2 separate regions of the Oryctolagus cuniculus genome follow, and region 1 is linked to region 2. A link is a contact called in public Micro-C data. All regions are on one chromosome and are shown on one strand. The core of a region is the stretch at or near the end of the contact, and the rest is flanking DNA. Distances in the headings are between cores, read along the strand shown. Region 1 holds the start of MRAS (muscle RAS oncogene homolog). Region 2 overlaps MRAS (muscle RAS oncogene homolog).

Region 1 (3,933 bases), core at 660-3,159, 45 kb before region 2:
CTGGCTTCAAATGGGGTCAGCTCTGGCCATTACAGCCATTTGGGGAGTGAACCAGCAGGTGGAAGACCTCTCTCTCTCCCTGCCTCTCCTCCTCTGTAACTCTGCCTTTCAAATAAATAAGTAAATCTTAAAAAGAATTATAACAGGAGGTGAAATTACCAGTATGAACCTGAAGACAAAGCAATGGCTATGGGGCTGGCACTGTGGCTTAGCAGGTTAAGTCTCCACCTGTGGCACAGGCCTTCCATTTTTTTTTTTTTTGGTTAGTAATGTAAAAGGGATTGAGTTGACATGGTTAAACTCCCAGACTCCTCATTTCTTTAGGAATGGTCTAAATGATTGGTATCATTACTTACAAAAATGTCTTAAACATGATGGAACTTATATGGTGAAATAAAATTTATATTTTGGGGAGCTGGTATTGTGGTATAGCCTGTGAGCCGACATGCCATATGAGCACTGGTTCGAGTCCCCACTGCCCCATTTCGATCCAGCTTCCTGCTAATGCACCCGGGAAAGCAGCAGATGAGCAATCCTTGGACCCCTATTGCCCACATGGGAGACCCAGAGGGAGTTCCAGGATTCCGGCTTCAGCCTAGCCCCACCTGGGCCTCTGCCTTTCAAGTAAATAAGATAAGATAAAGCAAATCTTTTTCAAAAATTGTTTTTATTTTCCTCTTTTAATTCCATTTTCAATAAACTTATTGCAGTCCTAAATACAACTCTGCAATTCCACTCCCAACTAGGCAGTAGCCTCCCCCAGCCCCCTTACACACAGTTTCACCTTCTATGGGTTTGATTACCCATGGTCAACCTTGGCCTGAAAATATTCCATGCAAAATTCCAGGAATAAACAATCTCACAAGTGTTACAATTCTGAGAAGTGGATGAAATCTCTTGATGTCTCACCCCATCCAGCTTGTGATGTGAGCCAGCCCTTTGTCCAGCGTATCCATGCTGTGTGTGCTATCCTCCATTAGTCACTTAGTAGCTGCCTCGGGCATCCCATCAACCATTGTGGTAACCATTGTGTCCTGATTACACTTAATTTACTTCACAGTGGCCCCAAAGCACAAGACCAATGAGGCTGGAAAATTAGTACAGTACAATTTTTCTATTATGTTATTAGCAATTAGTGTTACTATCTTACTGTATCTACCTTATAAATTAAACTTTATCATAGGTTTGTATATGTAGGAAAAGCATTCCATAGGAGGGCACCTCAAAACACTCACTGAAAAATGGAATTAAAAGGTAAGTTTATATTGGTGCAGAACAATTTTGAAACACATGCAGAGTTCTCTCATATTAGGCATTTATCACATGGTTGGTATTATGTCTGCAATTTCAGGTACCCACTGGGCATCCCGGGATGTACCCTCTGAGGATAAAGGGGAATTACTGTGTACCAAATGAAAAGTGAAAGCGTATCTTCTTGCAAAGGCTTGTATAAGCATGTCCACAGCGGCTTATTCATAACAGCCCCGAAGCAGAAACCAAAAATCCATCAGCCAACGACTGGATAAAGAAGACGTTGGGAATACATGCACACTTTTGATGGAATATTATTCAGTCATGAAAAGGAACAAGGCAGTGCTACCTGTTACAACACCCTGGAAGCCTCCTGCACCTGCTGTTTGGTTCCATGATAGATGTCCATGACAGAAACTCCGAGGAGACAGAAAGGGTCTGGGGGACGGGAGAATGAGGCGTGGTTGCTCATGGGCAGTTTTGGCGATTGGCGATGAAAATGTCCTGGACACTGTGTCGCCAACATACTAAATGACCCCGTGAGCTGTACACGGTAGAAGGTGGAGTTTTACGGCGTGTGAATTATCTCTCAACTTTTGAAACGGGAACGTCACGCTCTTGGAGAGGAATGGGAGAAGTGAACCAGGAAACAGTGTCGCCAGTCCAGTCGCAGCCGCCCCGCGGAGGCTGAAGCCCGGGAGGGAGGCTCGCAGCGCGAGGCTCTAGGAGACGCCGCGACGGGAGGCAGGATCCTGGAAGGAGGGCGGCTCGGGATTCGCCGAGGGCGGCGGGCATCGCGCAGGACCGGGACGCCGCCTCCGGGCTCCCAAATTGGCGGCGCCACGGCGGAGACTGAAAGGTGGGGGAGCGCGGAGGTCCCTCCAGAGGCTCGGCGTCCACCTCAAAGCCAGCTCCCGATGCCACGGCGCCGACCCCCTTAGGTGCGAGGGGCCGGCCCCGGCCCTCGCGCCCTGTCTGGCCTTAGGGACGCGGCGCGGGTGGGCTGGGCTTGGCTGGGCTCGCGTCCCGGGAACCCGGCACACGCGGGGGCGGCCGGGCCGAGGCTCTGGAGCCGGGCTCCCCGCCGCGCCCGCCGCAGCGCTCTATTTTTAGCAGGCGCTGTTGCAATATAAGGAATGCGCGCCCTGGGCACGCGCGGCTGCGCGGTCTCTTTAAGACGGCGCCGGGGCGGGGACGGGCAGAGCGGCCGGCGGGCCGGCTGGCGGGGAGCCGTCAGTCCGGCTGCCGCGGGGCCCGGCGGGCGGGCGGGCGCTGCTGCTGCCGCCGCCTCGGCGCGCGCGTGGAGGAGGCGGCCTGAGGGCCGGAGCCGAGCCCGGGCTGCAGCGCGCGGTGAGTGCCCCCCCGGCAGCCGCGGAGGGCCCGGCGCCGGCCGCGCTGTCCCCCGCCCGGTCGGCGCTTTGTTCCGGGGCGGGAGGTGTGGCCGCCCCCGGACTCTGCTGCGCTCTCCACGCGCCGGGGGCGCCCTGGGACTAGCGCTGCGTGGCCTTTTGCCCCCGCGGAGGGCTCCGGCATAACGGTGTGCGGCCGGGAAATCTGCCGCGACCGAGACCCTAGGGGAGGGCCTGCTCACCGCTCCGGGGACCCTTTCCTGGTGGTCACCGTGGGTTCCTTGGCTGACGCGGCGCGGAGATGGGCGGCGGGACTGGGGTGGGGGGCTCCTCCCCGCCCCCTCCTCCTTTAAAATGGCGTTAATGAGGACAGAGATCCGCCCGGGGAGTTGTCAGATTCGTACGAATAATCAAAAGCAGCTTGCTTCATAAACAAGCCTTCCCTGCGCCCGGGGGCTCTGCTCACCACTGGGGCCTGGGCTCCTACCTTGACCTGACTGGGCCCTGGGCGCCCACCGTGTGTGTCAGGCACAGCGCCAGCTCCTGCCCCGCAGGCTCGGCCCGGGCGCAGAGGGAATGACTCCCCGGCGTGGTCCCTGGTGGGATCAGGTTAGTCCGGGAACGGTGGGCGCGCTGAGGGACCCCCGCTCCCGTGCGAGGAGGTCAGGGAAGACTTCCCAGGGGCGGGGAGGCGGGGCCGGAATGGGCGCCGGACACCCCGTTAGAGTCTGGAGAGTGACTGGTGTTGGGCTGGGGCAGAGTGCAGACTGGAAAGTGGACCAAGCCCTTCACCGCCGGGTCCCTGACGGCAGAGTTCTGGGATTCCCCCCACCCCGCTAGCGGGGAACCTCCTTGGGGTCCAGTGTGGTTCTCCACTGTGGCCCAGACCTGCCTGCAGAGGCTAACAGACAAGGCTGAAATGGTCGCCTCCAGGGTTTCCCTGGGGGCGGAGTAAGAGGGGGTGTGGCTTAGAAGTCCCCTAGCCGGCCTCTAATCACGTACCCCCCAGGGTTTACAGACAGGGACCCAGCACCTGTGCCGTTGTCCCCGTGGGGGACCTGAGGCTGCAGAGGGTCCTCCCTGGCCCAAGTGCCTATCTGAGGGGCGAGCCTTTGACCACCAGTGTGTCCTGGCTCCTGGCGCGAGGGTCTGGGGCCGTGTGAATTATGCTCTTGGAGTGTGGTACCCGTGCAGCCGTTCCCGGGCTGGTGGGAGTGTGTGGTAGTGAGCTGTGGGTATTAATAACTGACACGTGTCAGGGGCTTAGCCGTGAACAAAGCCCTTTCCCGGAGACCGTTCTTAGCGTTTCCCCGGGAGGAAACTTGAGCTGCTA
Region 2 (3,936 bases), core at 1,245-3,744:
TGGAAAGAAAAAGCATAGAATCAGAATGTGTGTGGCTTTTTCTTTTTTTTTAAGGTCTATTTTATTTATTTGAAAGGCAGAGTGACAGAAAGAGGGAGAGACAGAGCTTCCATCTGCTGGTTTACTCCCCAAATGGCCACAATGGCTGGACCTGGGCCAGGCCATGGCCAAGGCCAAGAGCTTCATCCGGGTCTGCCACCTGGGTACAGGGGCCCAAGCACTTGGGCCATCTTCCTCTGCTTTCCCTTGGGCCATCTTTCTCTGCTTTCCCAGGCTCATTAGCAGGGAGCTTGATTGGAAGTGGAGCATCTGGGACTCGAACTGGCGCCCATATGGGGTGGCATGCTGCACTACAGTGCTGGCCCCCAGCAAGTGTTTTAGTCTGGAAAATGAACCCAGTGTTAGTCTTCAAGTGTCTGACAAAGTCATGGAGATTCCATTTTGGGGAACTGTTAACCCTCTCTGAGACTAGGGAGGGGGAGGAGACTGGCAAAGCCATCAGTGAAATGTCCCAGCCTCACAGAGCGAGAGCCCTCCAAGGAAGCTTGACGCTTAGGGCCAGGGACTTGAAAAGCACATGGAGGGCTGGCGCTGTGGTATAGCAGGTAAAGCTGCCATCCGCAGCGCTGGCATCTCATGTGGGTGAAGGTTCGAATCCCAGCTGCTCCACTTCCAATCCAGCTCCCTGTTAGTGCACCTGGGAAAGCAGCAGAGGATGGCCCAAGTGGTTGGGCCCCTGCATCCACATGGGAGATCCCAAAGAAGCTCCTGGCTCCTGGCTTGGTCCTGGCCGAGCCCCAGCTGTTTCAGCCTTCTCCTTCTCTCTCTCTGTAACTGTGACTTTCAAATAAATATTTTTTTTTTAAAAAAGCCTGTAGGACCCTCGGACCCTCCGAGAGTTTATACTGTTAAGGGGGACAGGGCTTTGGGCATCTCAGTGTTGCTTTGACCAAGTTGAGCTTTGCCTTCCAGATTCCGTACATAGAAACGAGTGCCAAGGACCCCCCTCTCAACGTGGACAAAGCCTTCCATGACCTCGTTAGAGTAATTAGGTGAGCGCCTCCCACCTCCCTAGCAGTGCCGTGCAGTGGGCACCTGGCTGTAGCCATGGGCTCTGCCAACGGCCCTGGCTCTGAGGCCGAGGCTGGCTGTTCTGGGTCTGCTTCTGCGTCTCCTGTTCCCCCTTCCGTGTCTTTCCCCTGCCTTTTCCACCCGCCCCCGCCCTCCCCCTGGCTGCAGACCCCTTCAGTCTCAGGCCCCTGGAGGGTGGCTCCCTGCAGCCCAGCAGCCTTGATCCAGAAGCTTGCATCGTGGTGAGAAGTGAGGCCCTCGCCTCTCCCCTGCCCCCAGAGCAGAGCCCTCTCTGCACGCCCCACATTCTGATTCCAGGGCTCAGGGCCTGGAGCCGCGTGTGTCTGCTTTGTAGAGAAGGCGGGGCACTGTGGGTCTCCTGTGTAGTCAGCAGTACCCGGGAGCCTCTAGAATAGTCCTTCATACCCTCACGGCCCAGACCCTAATCACCAGTGCTCAGGAGGCTGGGAGGACCCCCTGGCTGCACTCCCCATCACTGTCTCCACCCCACCCCCTCTCGCCAGCGAGTCTCGGGTACTGAGCACCAAGTTGGCCTTTGCACAGGTGAACCCAGACCCGGGGCTCCAGCAGTGTGCGTGCCTGTCATCCCCTCCGCCCCGCGCTGTCCACACCCCACATGTCCATCGCCCAGCGTCACGGGCAAAGCAGGGCCTGCACACCAGGGCTTCGATGCCGGGTTTGTGCTCTTGGGATGAGCTGCCCTGGGGCACCTTGCCTGCAGCTGGGAGAAGCTCCTGTCCGGAAGCTTGCGTTGACTGCCTCAGTGGGGACCTGTGGTTCCCAGGGCAGCTGCAGACCTGGGAAAAGCCAACAGAAAGCGTGTCAGCACGCCTTTGCCCTCACTAAGCTGCCCTGCTGGCTCACTTAGAATGCGAAACACGGATGTCAATGGCAACATGCCACGAAACCCGACCTCACTGAGGCGTGAATGTAAGCAGCCGCAGCACGGTGTTGGCAGGTCCCCCGAGCGGGGGAGACTTCGAGTTCCCTGCCTCTCCCTCCCCAGTGTCTAGGCCTCCAGAGACAGACACCATCCTGCCAGGGCCCCCTCCTGTGGCCAGGTCAGCAGCCACCCACGGTTTGTCCCCGGCTGGCCCAGCCACCCAGCACCTGCACAGGCCCGGGGGCGGGTGAGGGAGGAGGGGCCAGGAGAAGCAGAGGCCAATCTGACTTGTTTGTCCTTCATTGTTCCAAAAGGCAACAGATCCCCGAAAAAAGCCAGAAGAAGAAGAAGAAAACCAAATGGCGGGGAGACCGGGCCACTGGCACCCACAAACTGCAGTGCGTGATCTTGTGACGGGCCTGAGGTCCGGGGTGCAGTGACCACGACCCGGCCAGCCCTCGGGACCCCTCCACCACCTAACCGCACTGAGCACTCTTTCTAACCACCACCCGCGGCCTGAGGCCTCGCACAGGAAGGGAGACAGGGAGGGAGGGCAGGGAGCCGGCAGGGGCGGGCCTTGCTCGGGGGCCAGGGCTTCCTCCTTTCCCCCAGGAGATGAGGAAGCCCCTGTTGAGCTTGCTGAGCCGCCTCCTCGGAGGTGTGCTGTTTCTCTCACCTCATGGGCGTGGAAATGTCTGTCCACCTACACATACAGAACAAGCCCTGAGCAAGCTTCCGCCCTTGCCCGCAGCTCCTCGGTGTCTGAGCTTGGGCGTCTTTTGTAGATTTTTAAATTATTTTAATGATTGTTGTTTTCCTAAAGGGGTCTGTACCCACTGCTACAGAGCCCCCTAACCTCCCAATCACAGGTCTGAGATGTTGTTATTGTAGACTCTGTTCTCCCAGCGGTGCCCAAACTGAACCCGATAAGAAAGTAGAGTGTCGGAGAGGACCGGTGTCAGCGGGAGCTGTGGCTTCGGGCCCTGGACTGTGGGTCCAGCTGGGAGGGGTGCGGCCCTACTCGTGGCCTGGACGGGAGAGACGGGAAGTGCTGACTGCCAGGGCTTTGCAGGTTGAGGCTGCAGATGTTAGAAGAGGGGGTTTTACTTTGCCGAGGGCAGTGGCTGGCACAAGCGTGCCAGTTCTAAGAGGAGTTTTCATTGTCCAGCAAATGTATGCAGTAAGTTGATCAGCTTTGCAAAAGTGTTGCTGGGTTTTCAGGGAGGGTGGGGTCAGCAGTGTGCTCGCGGATGTGTGAGAGGGCGCTGGCCGGCTCAGACCCGTCGCCTCCTGCACTGTCCATCCCGTGGGCTGCCTGCTGCCTTTCTGACCTAAGTGCGCAGACACCATCTGGAAAACTGGTTCCTGCTGAATCTTCACCCAGACCGATTCAGTGCTGTCGTCAGTGAAACAGCACCCGGACCGGAAGCCATTTTCCTACTCCAGAAGGACAGTCGGTGAGCAAGCCCTTTCTGGAATTTGAAGACTGAGCAATTCGGCTGCCTTGGAACATCCTTTTAGCAACCTCTTGGCTCTTGACTGGACTCCATCACCAGAGAAGAAAGGCGGGTCTGGCTGACGTGCCGGTGCCAGCAGCCAGGTGGGGGGAGGGGCAGCAGCACGCACGCCCCCGAAGGGAGGGCCACAGCTGGTGCCCTTATTTCCCAGATGTCACATATGAGGTCACCAAACCAACGAGGGCACCCGCAGCAGGCCGCCTGGCCACTCTTAGGAGAAAGAGCCCCAGGGAAGACAAGCGCCTACTGTCCGTCGGGGCGCCTGGATCCTCTGACAGTCCCCAACCCGGCGAGCTCGCCAGCTGGAGGATGATTCTGCTGCAAGAGGAGGCTTGGGACTCTGGCTAGTCGGAGGTCACAGTTAGCAGTCTACATGGCCCTGTATTTCTGCATGGGAGGATGAGAGAGAACATTCCAGATGAGGCCCTTCAGAGTCCCCCCAGT

What was found. A called contact is a pair of places that touch in the nucleus more often than the background predicts.
Region 1: a contact with region 2 is called in a Micro-C map of ear pinna, with 2.1 times the contacts expected there. The contact joins the promoter of MRAS here to the enhancer-like site in region 2. A contact is called at or near these places in 3 of 6 Hi-C or Micro-C datasets (ear pinna, psoas muscle and an unstated tissue).

The regions. Positions count from the first base shown.
Region 1 is chr4:143,370,085-143,374,017 of mOryCun1.1, reverse strand. MRAS (muscle RAS oncogene homolog) reads left to right here and starts at 1,909. Exons shown (of 6, transcript XM_051818636.2): 1 at 1,909-2,110. LOC138849503 (a long non-coding RNA gene) reads left to right here. Exons shown (of 2, transcript XR_011388391.1): 2 at 1,352-1,573.
Region 2 is chr4:143,325,324-143,329,259 of mOryCun1.1, reverse strand. It overlaps MRAS (muscle RAS oncogene homolog), which reads left to right. Exons shown (of 6, transcript XM_051818636.2): 5 at 973-1,052; 6 at 2,290-3,936. The coding sequence ends at 2,389. Among named protein-coding and RNA genes, the nearest start is that of ESYT3, 26 kb to the right of the region's middle. Within about 2 kb of position 2,494, at least 1 of the 8 cell types and tissues checked has an H3K27ac peak or open chromatin away from gene starts, as enhancers often do. A contact at or near this core is called in ear pinna, where this site is marked.